Linked DNA regions of Mus musculus: region 2 is linked to region 1. Evidence: chromatin contacts called from public HiChIP or PLAC-seq data. All regions are on one chromosome and are shown on one strand. The core of a region is the stretch at or near the end of the contact, and the rest is flanking DNA. Distances in the headings are between cores, read along the strand shown. Region 1 overlaps Wdr72 (WD repeat domain 72). Region 2 holds the start of Gm33459 (a long non-coding RNA gene).

Evidence for each region. HiChIP or PLAC-seq counts read pairs in DNA pulled down with a chosen protein or histone mark.
Region 2: an H3K4me3 HiChIP or PLAC-seq map of embryonic midbrain shows a contact between it and region 1, with 6 times the contacts expected there. The contact joins two enhancer-like sites. A contact is called at or near these places in 1 of 39 promoter capture datasets (hippocampal neurons), 13 of 484 Hi-C or Micro-C datasets (the AML12 cell line, the N1E-115 cell line, cerebral cortex and 3 more) and 1 of 115 datasets of contacts at active chromatin or transcription factors (embryonic midbrain).

Annotation. Positions count from the first base shown.
Region 1 is chr9:74,276,346-74,283,194 of GRCm38.p6, forward strand. It overlaps Wdr72 (WD repeat domain 72), which reads left to right. Exons shown (of 20, transcript NM_001033500.3): 20 at 5,323-6,849. The coding sequence ends at 5,378. Among named protein-coding and RNA genes, the nearest start is that of Wdr72, 170 kb to the left of the region's middle. Within about 2 kb of position 1,571, at least 21 of the 459 cell types and tissues checked have an H3K27ac peak or open chromatin away from gene starts, as enhancers often do.
Region 2 is chr9:74,528,365-74,534,947 of GRCm38.p6, forward strand. It overlaps Gm33459 (a long non-coding RNA gene), which reads right to left and starts at 322. Exons shown (of 2, transcript XR_379628.2): 1 at 219-322. Within about 2 kb of position 3,812, at least 4 of the 459 cell types and tissues checked have an H3K27ac peak or open chromatin away from gene starts, as enhancers often do.

The DNA of each region.
Region 1 (6,849 bases), core at 321-2,820:
TGACATTTCAAATATTTCAAATAATGAGATCTAACGAGAGAGAGAGAAAGGCAGAAATGCAGAGATGAAGAGCAGAGAGGAACAAATCGGGGCCACTAGAATCTCTTTACCTTTCCCTGTGCAAACAGAACTCTGACTGGGAGAAAGGGCTTTAGCAAAACAGGGCTGGGTATGGTCAAACAGTGGGAGGACAATTGTTTAAGAACCTTTAATCAGGAAGGAAGATTTACTCTGTGTCAAAGTTGCTTATGTCTCTTTGTGGAAAGGAAAGATAGAAAAATGTACCAAGAAAAGATAGCCAGAACAACTTAACAGGGATTTTTTTTTTATTCTGTTTTGGTTTGAAGCATGCCCAATTCCAGTGATTAGTTCCCTACAAAGGGTAAAAAAGGAATTATTACTAAAAACTGAATGACATTGTTGGGTCACAAAAGCTATGAGACACTAGTATCTACCTATTAGCATGATTGAAAGAGTCAGCTATCTCTCCGGGCTGGACATTTCTTTCCTGTTTTGCGTAGCTACAGTGTCCCCTCCACCCTCTGACATCTTTGTGCGCCGATCTTTGTATCATATTTTTGATCCATCCTCTCTGTAGGCTGTCAGCTTAGTTAAGAGATTTCCAAATTGTGTCGCCTTCCCTGACAGGGGGGCAGCTGCAAACAGTCCCCTGATCCTTCCCGGAGGAGAGATACTGAGATTTAATTTTCAGTGAAAGGTGTAGCCTGCAATCTATGTCAGGTCCCCTAAGTCATCTTGGAACCCCAATAGGCCCAGTGGTAATGGCAAGTGTGTATTGGCCCCCTCCACTGCACTAGGAGCCCTCAAAAGATGAGCTGCAGCTGCGTGCCCGATTCCAGCAACGCTTTCTCTTCTGCATCTTAGGGCACAGAGATACAGCATCTTTTTATGACAGAAATTGTTAAAGAACAAATTAGCCCCGCTCCCTGACATAACACTCCAAAGAAAATGTCAATTCGTTTCACCTTAAGAAGGAGGGATGATGGCCATGTTAGCTGTCTATACTGAAAATTATTCTTACGATTACTTTCTAGTCTGGACTGAAACTGTCTAATTCTGACTAGATTTTTAAAGTTCTTGGTGAGCTGTTTCCCATCAAGCCTTCTGTCAGGAAGTTAAATCTTTAGAGTCCAGTGTTTACTTAAGCACTCGCTGTTTTTAGCATGATGCGTCAATGTAAAGCCATTTCAAATGTTCTGCCATGCCTTAACACAAGTGGACTGAGGGTAAAATTCAGATATGGCTTTTACCATCTGACAGTTATGAACAAAAGAACATGTCAAAAAAAAAAGTGAGAGTAATTAGAAAATACAGGAGCCGGGGAAGAGTCTGAAAAAAAGAGTAGCGGTCCATACATCGGGTGTCATTAAACTGGTAATAAAGAATGAATTGCTCCGGCTTTTTCCTCTGTCCATCCTTGCATTTTAAGACATCTTACCCTTATAGGCCTAGAAACCTCTGGAGGGTTGGCTACTGGTCTCACTGCCTTCCACTGAGAATTTGTGGCTTGGTTGTCATGGAGACATCGTATTTCTCCAAGAATTGCTCATATTGATCCGTAGCCAGGCGTAAATGGCCAAGCTAGTGTGAGGAAGAAAGGGGGCTGGGCAGTCCTGTAAAATGACCAGGGCTCGTGGGTCGGAAAGCAGCTCACAGCAAACACTTGGAAAAGAAAGAAGCGCTCTCGTTTTGGGTCGGGACTTCTTTCTGCACTTTGGACCGGTTGTCTTCTTTTGGGGTAAACTGAAAGGAACTTGTTAGTTGTGTGTCATGTCAGATCTTGGGTGCCTGGTCCTGACCCAGCTGTCAGCCTCCCAGCTCTGTGCAGTTCAGGGACACACAACAAAGAGGTAGTGACATGAATTATTTATTACTCTTCGTGTGGATAACGTTCTGGGATAAGAAATTAAGACACTTCTGACAGAGGTGCTTGTTTGTCGAGAAAGATTTTGATGAGACATTAGATTTCCTCAGAGTAGAAGCATCTGACAGACAAAACGCCTTAGAAACAAACAAGGGGAGGGAGTAAGTTTTGTGTTCCTTATAGGAATTTGGTGGCACAGAGGGACGGTTTGGAACTGTGAAATTATGAAAATCCATTCTTCAGTGCCCAAAGATAAACTTCAGAGTTGGAAGTCACACCAAGCATAGGAGCCCTACAATGATGATCAACTTCCTGGTGATGTGCACCCTTCCGTGTACTGTGTATGGGTTGGCGTTTACCCGAGAGAGCTTGACCATCTTTGACATGAGACACCAAAATTAGGAGCTTTGAAGTGGTGATATTTGCCACCCTAAATAAGGGAAGTGTGTCAGTAGCTAAGCTTACAATAACATGTGGGAAGGGGTGAGCTTAAGTCTGGTGCCATCACTATTCCTGTTTTCCCCTGCAATGTCATCCATCCCTCCATCTGAAATTCCCTTTAACATCTTCATGGTTGTGCAGAATCACCCGGTTACAAAGCTGAGTGTGCTCAGCCTTCTAGCTGTAATGGATATTGACCTTATGTAGTTTAATGTAATGCTAACTGACTAATATATTTATTACCTCATTTTAAATGAATAGACTAAATGTTTAAAGTGTATTTAGAAAAGAAAAACAGAAATGATTTCCCCATACCAAGAGTACCACTTCCTCTATTGTTCAATCCAAATACTGTCTTTATTTTTTTTAAATCTTTTCAAACTAAAACTTCATTCATTCTAGCTTTTACAGCTACACAGCACTGACTTCAGTCCTCATTCATAGGCAGAAAGTAGGAAGGACAAGGTAGCATGGAGAACCTGAAATATATTTTTGAACAGACCTAAAGTTACTATCTTAAGTGCTGCTAGCTTTAAAATGCCGTGAGTAAGGGAAAAAAATTTTTTTTTAATTTTACATAAAATGACACAGTTGACTTCCCAAGTGGAGTTCAGAGACTGTAGGCTTATTTACCACTGACACTACTCTCCAACCCTGAGCTGGCCGGCCGGAGAGAACTGTTTATAAATGGGCCACTCTGCATATGGGTCACAGCTCAGAGGCCTTGCAGAGCGTGCTCACCTGTTCTCTTGAGGCCTGTACCTTGCCCATCTTGCCATTCTGATCTTTATTGGTTCAAGCCTTATACCCAGGTGAGTGCCTGGAATCCATTAAGGTTGGCGAAGCACCTGTCTACCAGAGCATTCTTGCTATTTCGACCTTGCTGGTGAACCTAGAGGTCCGGTCTGATGGGGAAAGTAACCCTCGGACATGTCGTTTCTTTGCAATAATTCATCAGCAGTGAGTTCTGGCTCACAGGTGAATTCCACATTTGAGCTTGTGTCTCCGACCCTATGAAGTCTACCTACTCCTTCCCTGGCATTTATATGTTCCTGAAACCTATGGGGATAACATTGATGTCTGGTAATAGAAGCTCCAAGACAGCATCACAAACTTGCAGCTCCCTTCCTGCAATCCTAGGACCATTAGACTTTCTTTCCCTGGCTCTTTAAGGCCTGGATGCTTCTGAATTTGAAAGCTTTCACGGAAATGGTTTCGTGTTCATCTAGTTAACGGCTAGATAAACCTCAGTGCTCCAGACTGTCTTAGAAAGGACCCCTTTCTCTGCATTTAATACTCATGATGATAAAAATTACAGAGCAATATTTTCAATTGTTATGCCAATGTTAATGAGAGACCTTGGCTTAGAAAATTAACAATTTAATCTCCTAATGTTCTAGGACCAGTGCACTTAAAAATAACTTCAGGGACTGAGATGATGGCCCAGTCAGTAAGTGCTTTCCATGCAAGCACAAGAATTTGAGTTTGATCTTTAGTATTTATGTGAAAACAACAACAGCAACAACAAACAAACCAAAACAAACAAACAAAAATAAAGTCTATTTCTGAGGAGGGAGAGACAGGGGAATCCGTACATCAGGCTGCCCTGCCAGTCTAACAGAATCAGACTCCAGGTATAGTGAGAAGCCCTGTCTTCAAAAGTAACTTAGAGAATGATAAAGTAAGATGACCAACATTAATCTCTGGCCCCACGCACATAAATGTGTGCACACAACACATCTACATACAGGTAGTGTCAGCAGAAAATGGAGGACAAGAAAGAGTTTGGAAGTCAAACAAAAAAAATAAAATGTCTTTATTAACTTTTCACTTCAGTTTCAAAGTAGTTTATAATCAGTGTGTGTTCTGCCGTTAATAGAACATTTTAGTGCTTTCTATGTAGCACGTGGTGCATGTGGATCTATATGCATCACTGTCAATCAATATTACATTTGCATGAATCTGATGAACAAAACTAGAATTCTCACAGAGAGTAATACATTGTGAAAAGCCAAGGTGAGATTTTTTTTTCCCTTTTACTGTTCTGTCTCATGAATCACCAGCAAAAACCAGGAATCAGAAAGTAGGACAGCTTCGGGACGGTCGTGTTGGAGGGGCCTGATGATGATGCATGGGGCAGAAACTGTGGACGGTGGGAGCTGAGCATCAATCATGGCCACCTAACGCAGGCTTACGGCTGGGGCCGAAACCTGTTCTAGGAAAAGGAAGAACAATGTCAATAATAAAGTAATAAGTTCCTGCTGGTTTTGTTTCGCAATACCAATGTTTTAATTAATTTACACAAAGAGAAAATGTAAACATCAGCATAATTCATTTTAAAGCAACATAACACACAGATTCACAGGAAAACACACACAGACACACACATACACAAAACAATATTCATTAAAATTAAGAGCGTACTTTTTAAAATTTTGCCAGGAAGAGTGAGGGCTACTACTTTGGGGTTGCATGAATAATACAAAAAATATAGTTAATTCAAGCACAAGGCTCCTCCTTTTAAATAGTCAAATCAATTTATATTTATTATTCTCTCATTTTTGTTAGCCTACACAGATAACTACCGAAATGCTTAAGACATATTCTGATTCTGCAATGTAATCCATACTTCAGCAAATATTTATAAAGACTGGCACTGAAACTGTGGTTGTAGATTGGTCTAAAAACAATTAAGCTGCCTAAAATGTGGGAGAATTTGCCTATTAAAAGCCAAATTCATCATTTTGGAAGATTTTGTTATTGGGGCAATTAAAAATGAATGGTAATAATATACGGGATTAAAATGTATATACCTGCTTAATAAGACAGGGATATTGTTTATCATATAATGCACTTTACCTCAGGGTGAAAGAAGTGCAGAAATCACAGGCAATATTCTCCTTCCTCCTTTTCCCCTTCCCTCCCTCTCCTCCTTCTTTCTTTTCTTCTTGTTTCTATACTGCACCGACTAACCCAGATAACTGCTTTCTTTCTAGGTCAGCCAAGGCATCGTCCATGGATAGCGAAGGTGTGCTCCTGCAGGATGTGCTAGATAGATGGAGTCCCGAAAAAGGAATTCAATCTGAACTAACAGAGAAGCACAGCACACACTATCTCTTTACCATCAAATAAAAGCAACATTGTCATTGGTCTGTAGCAGATTCGCTAATATGTCAGCCAAAGTCTATTAAAAATGTTACCACTGATTGAGGATATCCAAGTCCTAATTCAAGGCAATGATTGCCTAAGCGAGTCTCCTTCCTCCTCCTTATTTTCTGTCAATATTTGCAACAAAGAACGCCAGCCCACAGGCATAGATTTAACACCATTTCAGATGTTCATCTTCTCAGCTCCTGAACTGCAAGAGCCAAAGGAATTCACAGGACTCTCAATTCACTGTTGCTTCAAGGTATTTAACCCAAAACGTTACCGACTTTGCCATGTTGAGTTAGGACATATTGTTTTAGTGGGTGCTTCAATTCAGACCAGGTCCTGCACGTCTCATCCTTAAACATGAAATGTCCTTTAGTCAATCTTTGACACAGTAGCTAGCCTTGTGAGATCCAATCAGCATGGAGCTCTAATGACACAATGGAGAATGTCTTTAATTAAATCTTATTAGCCTCATAGACCTGGGGGAGGGGATCCTACTTGCAACACAGCAGGGCTCATCCTTTGTTAGAATAAACATCTGCAGTTCTTTTCCCAGAAAGAAGCTGGACTACTGGGAATTCTAAACTAAAATATGCAAAGCAGTATCAACAGAAATGGATGGAAAGTGCTCACCTGTTAAAGGGATCTGAATTTTGTGTTGTGATTTTTTTATTGACTGTCTAACTTATAAAAAAAATCATGAAAGATTTTTAAAGTATATTTAAATGAATAGAAATATGCCCTAACTCATAGAAAGATGGAATTAAAGATATATGATATATACATGTATGTACACATATGTATGTGTGTGTGTAGTTCATATAATTTCATAAAATTTTAATTCTAATTTTCTAAGCAACAGCCTGAGATCCTTGTTGAAATGCGGCAGTCAGGGGGAAAGAGAGCTTCAAAATGAGAAATACATCTTTAAGCTGACTTGCCCTGTAAGCTTTGGGACTTGCAATTAATTATTGAGCTGGATGAATGTGAATATGGATCTAATGATGAATATCAAAAAACTGTAATGCCTTCAAAGTAGATGAAAATATATCTTTCATGTTTCCCAAAATAGCATGTCTCTGCATGAAGTCAATTTTGATTTGTACTTAAACTGTAATATGTTGTTAATAGTAATACCCATGGAAACCATTATCTTCTGAACATTTTACCTGTTTGGATATGGCTATGAGTCATTTGAAGCAAGTTACAAACAAGTCAGGCAGGGGATAGATTCTGTCTTTCAAGGCCATCACAAGCATTTTGGGTGATGAAGTATTAAATCAGTGCATGTTTTCTAACAAGGAAAGTTTTAATAGTTAAATCCCAAGTACATATTAAAAGTCTGGTATGTTTATTAAAAGTAAGTTTTA
Region 2 (6,583 bases), core at 2,562-5,061, 250 kb after region 1:
ACAGAGTCAGGCACATACATCCCCTGCTCCAATTGTTGGGAGTCCTGCATGAAGGCCAAGCTGCAGGTTTGCCACATGACATTCAGAGACTTATCAAAGCTTCAAAAAAGAAAGAAAGAAAGAAAGAAAGAAAGAAAGAAAGAGAGAGAGAGAGAGAGAGAGAGAGAGAAAGAGAAAAGAAAAGAAAAGAAAAGAAAAGAAAGCATTGACATTCCTACCCGTTCTCTCTGATACCAAGGATTCTTCTGGTCCTCCCCCCGCCGTGTAAATCTTACTCACTGAGTTGCTGGAACAGTAGTAGTAAATGCAAACATGGCACTTTAATATGTAAACAGCTGTGAAGCCAGCCACACTGGAACATGCCAGACACCAGTGCCAATTACATAACAAGAATATTGCAATTTCAAAGAAACACCTGGTTAGCACAAAGCTTTGTTTGAACTCTCATCAGTTGCACAAGTTTAAAGGTTTTCAGGGAAATGGGACATGTTGGGCAAAGGCCTGGAGGTTAAAAGGAATAGGGCCAAGTTTTATCTCCAAGAGGCACTTGATCAGTTATTAAGACAGAGACCAGTATCACCCAATAAGGGGACAAGGAGACAAGGGGACAAGGGGAATGGCTGGTCTTTCCAAAGGCTAACTTGATCCTGTTGCATTCACTGGGTTCTGCTGTTAACATAGCAACATTCTCTCTCTCTCTCTCTCTCTCTCTCTCTCTCTCTTTCTCTCCACATTCCCCACCCTGTGTGTGTGTGTGTGTGTGTGTGTGTAGGCCAAAGGTCGACATTAGGTGTCTTTCTCTTTCCCTCTCCCCACAAATTTTTAGAGGCATAGTCTCTCAGTGAACCCAGAATTCACCTATTCAACTGGGCTGGCAAACCAGCACCAGATCCACTGTCTCCATTTCCTAGAGGATGACATTACAAATGTGAATCACCACTTTTCACATGGCTGCTGGAGGGCTCTGAACTCAGATCTTTTTATATAGCAAGTATTCTACTGACTGAGCCATTTCCCCAACCCCAGAGCCCACTCCTCTAATGCTCAAATCTCTCTCTCTCTCTCTCTCTCTCTCTCTCTCTCTCTCTCTCTCTCATGCACACGCGCACACACACACACACACACACACACAAGCAAGCAGGTGTTTCCCATGGCCTCCTTACAGATAACCAACGCTGCAGGGCAGCTTACAGCCTAGAGAAGCTGCCCACAGTGACCCTGGGCACGGTGACTAGACAACTAGCTGACTGGGGGAAGGGGGGACAGCTGCCATCCAGGTCTTCATGTCTGCCTGAAGGGACCAACAGGTTTGAGAGACATCACTCAGTTTAGATAACTGGAAGTCATGTGACTATCATCGAGGTTGGATGTGAATAAGACCTAGGGTAAAGTCGAGTCTGCATTTTTGCTAGTTGCAGTTCATAGACATGGTCACCGAAACAAATTTACACCTATCATCTCTTGAGAAAGTTGAGTCCTTCAAGAATACTATGAAATATTCTACTTCCCAGTTGGAAATCTTTAAAAACAGTTTTCAATATTAAGGTTCTATCCATACTTTACAACTGGACATAATCATCAGGAATACCTGATGGATTCTCTTTCTTTTATACAGAAATAAATCTGAAGCTCAGAGACATGGGGTAATTTACCCAGAGTCACACAGCAATTAGGGCAAGACAGCCAGGATGAAAAGTGAAGCATTACGTCTCTAGATTCAGTATCCCGTTCCAGATACACGTTGGAGGCTTTGACTGGAAGTCTAAAGAGGTCTCCACCCAAGACCTTAACCAAGAAGACGTCACGCATGGGACTCTTGCTCCAAGATAAATGAGGGAAAAGTAAAATTCCAGAGGCTAACAGGACAAACCAGCATGCACTAAACCCTTAATCCAAGCACCACCAGGCTACCTGGGAGAAAGCGTGCTTAGAGTAAGTTTTGGATTTCAGGGTCATTCTACATAGAGCTTTTCTGGTGAGCAGACAAGGAAAAGTACCAAGAGATGCCTATGTGAAAATACCTAAACAAAAGGCAACTTTTGTCAATCATTCGGTCTAACCAGAGATCTGCAGCTAAACCTAAGGAAACGGGTTCTCTTTCTGAAGATCCTCCTGCCGCAGTGCTCCACTGCCACGCCTAGGGGGCGCTCTCGCCGTGCTCAGCAGCGTGAGTGTAGTAGTTGTTTCCAGCAAAACAACAGTGAATTTGCAGCAGATGGGTGTTTTGGTTCAATTTTCTTAAGCATTGTGAGGGAAAGCCGCGACACTTGTAAAGAAGAGTTTACAAAACCTTCCTGCTTAGTGATCCACACAAATATTTTCAAAATATGTCCATTGGACAATTTCCTCTCTGCTTCCCTAGAAAATTGGTTTTGTTTTTGAATCTGCCCTCAAAGTCCCGAATATATGTCTCTCTCTTTTCCTGGCATATGGTAAGCTCTAATGGTTACAGATTACCACCGTCTCCTGATTGAAACGGCTGTTTGCAAGGGCCCACTTTTATCCCTGCTCTCCTTTGCCCTGTAACACAGCTATGTGATAAATCCATAGCAGCGAAGTACTGTATGCCTTAGCAAAGGTCCTCGTGTGGAAATCGGGGGCATTGTATCTGCTCTGCAGCTGAGGGAGGCTCCCAGCAAAGCATAGCTACTAAGCAGAATAATCAGTCCCTCAAATCCAATCGCTGTGGGTCAGGAAGACCGCTCCTCTGTCTCGTCTCTCTCCAAAATCCCTTACTGAGTCCAGTTCAGGGGACAGCAGGCTTCAGGCAGCTGGTAAGTGAAGTCTTAGACACTGTCATGCCTGGCATGAAAAGAATTACAATTTTCAAATGAGGCCAAGGAAACTCTAATGGTTGACATGGGGGGATAGTACTATGTGAGTTGAACATCGTTGCTGACCACACAGAAGACCTGCACAAGTTCAAGCCAGATGGAGTCCCAGCACTGAGAAGGGAAAATGACATCAGGTCCTACCCCTAACCAAGAAGCTATTTGCAATCGATACCCACCTGCAATAGGAAAAATCAGGTTTTCTCAACCACTTCCAGGCCAGGCTGGGCCCCATACCCAGGAGTAGTTGACCAACAACACAAAACGAACTCTGTGGAATGTTTTTGTGAATTTTTGTATCATTTTGTTCTCTTTGGGCATATTATTTTTGTCTTATTTGTCTTTTTTTCTTGTTTGCTTTGATAATCATTTTTGTTTTTATGGCAGGTTTTTTTCTTTTTTTTAAGAGAGAGAGAAAGAGAACAAACTTGGATGGGAAGGGAAGCAGAGAGGATCTGGGAGGAGTTGAGGGAAGGAAAGCGCATAATCAGAATATACTGTATGAAAAAAATGCTTTAAGATACCTGCTGACCAAGCATTTAAAACAGTTCTGTAGGTATGAAACCAAGCAGGTTAGTTGTTGCTGTTAATATTAAAGTGTGTGCGTGTGTGTGTGTGTGTGTGTGTGTGTGTGTGTGTGTGTGTGTGTTAAAACCAAGCAGTTTAGATGTCACTGCTAATATTAAAGAATGTTTGTGTGTACGCGTGTGCACACACACACACACACACACACACACACGCACGCACGCACACACGCACGTGCACTGACATATGAGCATGCCCACATATAAACACACTGCCTCCCTCATCCAGAAAGACTAGGCTCTTCTGTGTATGTTTGCATGTGTGCACAATTTCAGAGAAGATTCTGCTGCACACAAAGCAGCCTGCCCCGCCCCCACTGTGGAAGAAGCAGGTCCCCCGGGATTAGGCAAGAAAGAATTGTTCATGGACAGCAGAGGCCAGAGAACAATGCAGACCCCTGCGACAGACACAGTGGCAGCCTGCTAGCCTGGGTGGGGGCCTGACCACATGGCCACTGCAAAGGAGCTGGTACTGTCATCCCTAGAAGAGACTAAAAAGGACTCAAATAAGCAAATGCTATGATTAGCAGGTGGTTTAGGAGACATGAAGCCCAGGAAGAGACTGGGGCAGGGTGGGGGAGCCTGGATCAATTGAGGGCTTGTTTTTACATCACAAAGTAAAGATGATTCAAAATGTTTCCTACAGGAATATAATATCTACTGATTTGCTTGAGGAAAAATAATGGAGCTGTCTAAAGTGCAAAGTCCTCTCCAAGAGAAGAAGATGAGGATGGTCAGTTCTTCAAAACAATCTTAAATTAACTTATACAATTACTGTAGGTGATTTCTGGTGAAATTATACATTTTAATGCTTTTAAGTGCACTGGACCAAAGAGTTGGCAACTCTAGATATTTAAAATGCCAGTCTTACTCACTGTGTCCTGTATATTCCTTTCGGATGTTTCAGATAATCCACCAAAAAATTAATAATTTACCTCCTTTTAACTTATTATCTGCTGCCCAACTACTCCTGGAGTTTATCAAAACCTCACAGCTTTTCTTCAGACATAAACAGCCCTTCTCATTAGTCACCTCTCCACCCTAGAGCACAAGCAAACACTTCATGAGCCAGTTTTGTTTAGGTTCTTTCTTTCTAAAGAAATTCAGATTAAAATTTCAAAAGTGAGCGGCTTCCCCTCAAAGATGCTCCTAGGAATCACTAGTGATAACCTGCCTGTCTTCTTTCCCAGCATAAACTATGAGTATGTATGTTCATAGATGTTTTGAGGCAAACGGCCAGGATTCTTCTTTCGCAATTGTCCTAAGTCTTGGCTTCTCTAGACTGCTTTCTTTGGGACTTTGACTGGAGGGTGGAATTCTTGGTAGGACTGAACAAAGATCCCCATTGCCCCTTAACTCGTTTTTAAATGAGCCAGAGGATGGATGTGTGTAGCAAGGCTTTAGCATGCAAGTCCACACAACCTCACAGGACCAAAACGCAACAACACACCAAACTGTACAATGAGGGGACCTAGTGCTCACTAATCAGCTCAGATGGGGACTGTCACCTCTGGTGCTGTCACAGCACTGAAAATGCAGGTGGGATTTTTACACATAAAGAGGGAAACAAGGTAAATATGTGGCAAGACCATAACACAAAATAATCACAGTTTCAGTTGTCACTGAATGCTCGGCTCTTTGGAACAACCTGAACAGATTAGAAAAAATCACTGTGGGGCCTCTCATATCATTTAAAGAAAACTTGCCTGCCATCAATCTCTCTTTTAAGTGAAGTTATTCAGCAACTTACCTGACCAAGTGAAGTCTCAGCAATACACTGGCACTCGTATAGGCATCAAAAGAAAGGTTCCCATTTTTGTCTGTGCCATGATTATAAGTAAACATATCCCCAAACTAAAGATGACTTGTTATAAGTAAATTCACAAATATGGCTCCTAGAAGTCCCTTTCAGAAGCCATTGTGAGAAAAGCGTCCTCACTCGTTTACATCTCCATGTCATGTACTAATCAGAAGAGTCAGGGCACTTTGACACATTTGATGAGCCTTGACTGATAGCCTGCACTACTTGTGAGGGTGTGCGTAACAGTTGCCTTTGTCAAGCAGTTATCCTGGCTGGCCCAACCTCACCAAGGAATGGCTTTGTTTTTCTCTTGGATGATTTATTTCAGCTATGACTTTAAAATAGGTGTCAGGTTGTCATGATGGTTCAATGAGAAAGTGTATTTGCGGCCAAGCCAAATAACATGAGTTTGGTCCCTGGAAACCCTGTCTTGGAAGAAGAGAACCTGCTCCTTCAAGTTGTCCTCTAACCTCCATACATGCACTACCACCCACCCACTAACCCACAATAAATAATAAAGTAAAAGAGAAACTTAAAGAAAAGTCAGGTATTCAAAGGACTGACCACTCTAGCTTCTTCCTTGAACTGACCTCTTAGTTGACAGTCCTCTATGAGACCTATAAGACTGAAGTGAGCCATCTGAGCTCTGGTATCAGGAAACCAAAAGAAGCTTTGCTCCTCCTGGGTTTCCGGAAGGATTATGACCACACCAACCTGGCCTGGGTGATTGTGTGTGTGTTCTCTGATGTTTGTCCCTATCCTCCACTGTATTGATTCCCATCCAAATGGTTAGACTTGAACAAGCCTTTTAAAACGTGAAATAATAGGCTGCTCGTATCCTGCAGGAAACTAGAGCATTCGGCCACAATTGGAGCGATTTTCCAGCAAAGTTGATGCATTTGCACCTCACCCGACTGAGCAGAAATTAACCCCCATTCGCCAACTGACCCCACACACCCTCCTCACCCCACTGCACTCCAAGATGTTTGTTTTGATATGTTATTCACTACGGTTGCTATGCACTTAAGTATTTAAGCTGCCAGACCCAAGCAACCAGGAGGACCTGGTGATTCATCCATTTTACCGGTTCTGTATCGCTGGATGAGCATAAGATAGGTTTCAGGTAAGTAGAGTCTCTCATTACTGATATAAAAGGAAGTATTGTCTCTGGTTGGATTATTCAAGGCATCAAGGTAAATTCTCTAGGCAAAGCTCAAATGCCTTGTGTGTTTTTGTGGGTAGTGTATAGTTCCTATGTGTCATTGAGGGAACTCATGAACGTATTTGAAATGCCCTGTGCCTAAGAGTTCTGTGAGTACATTCACTTTTAGCATCCAAGAGCCTTAAATAAAGTATGCTTGCTTTAA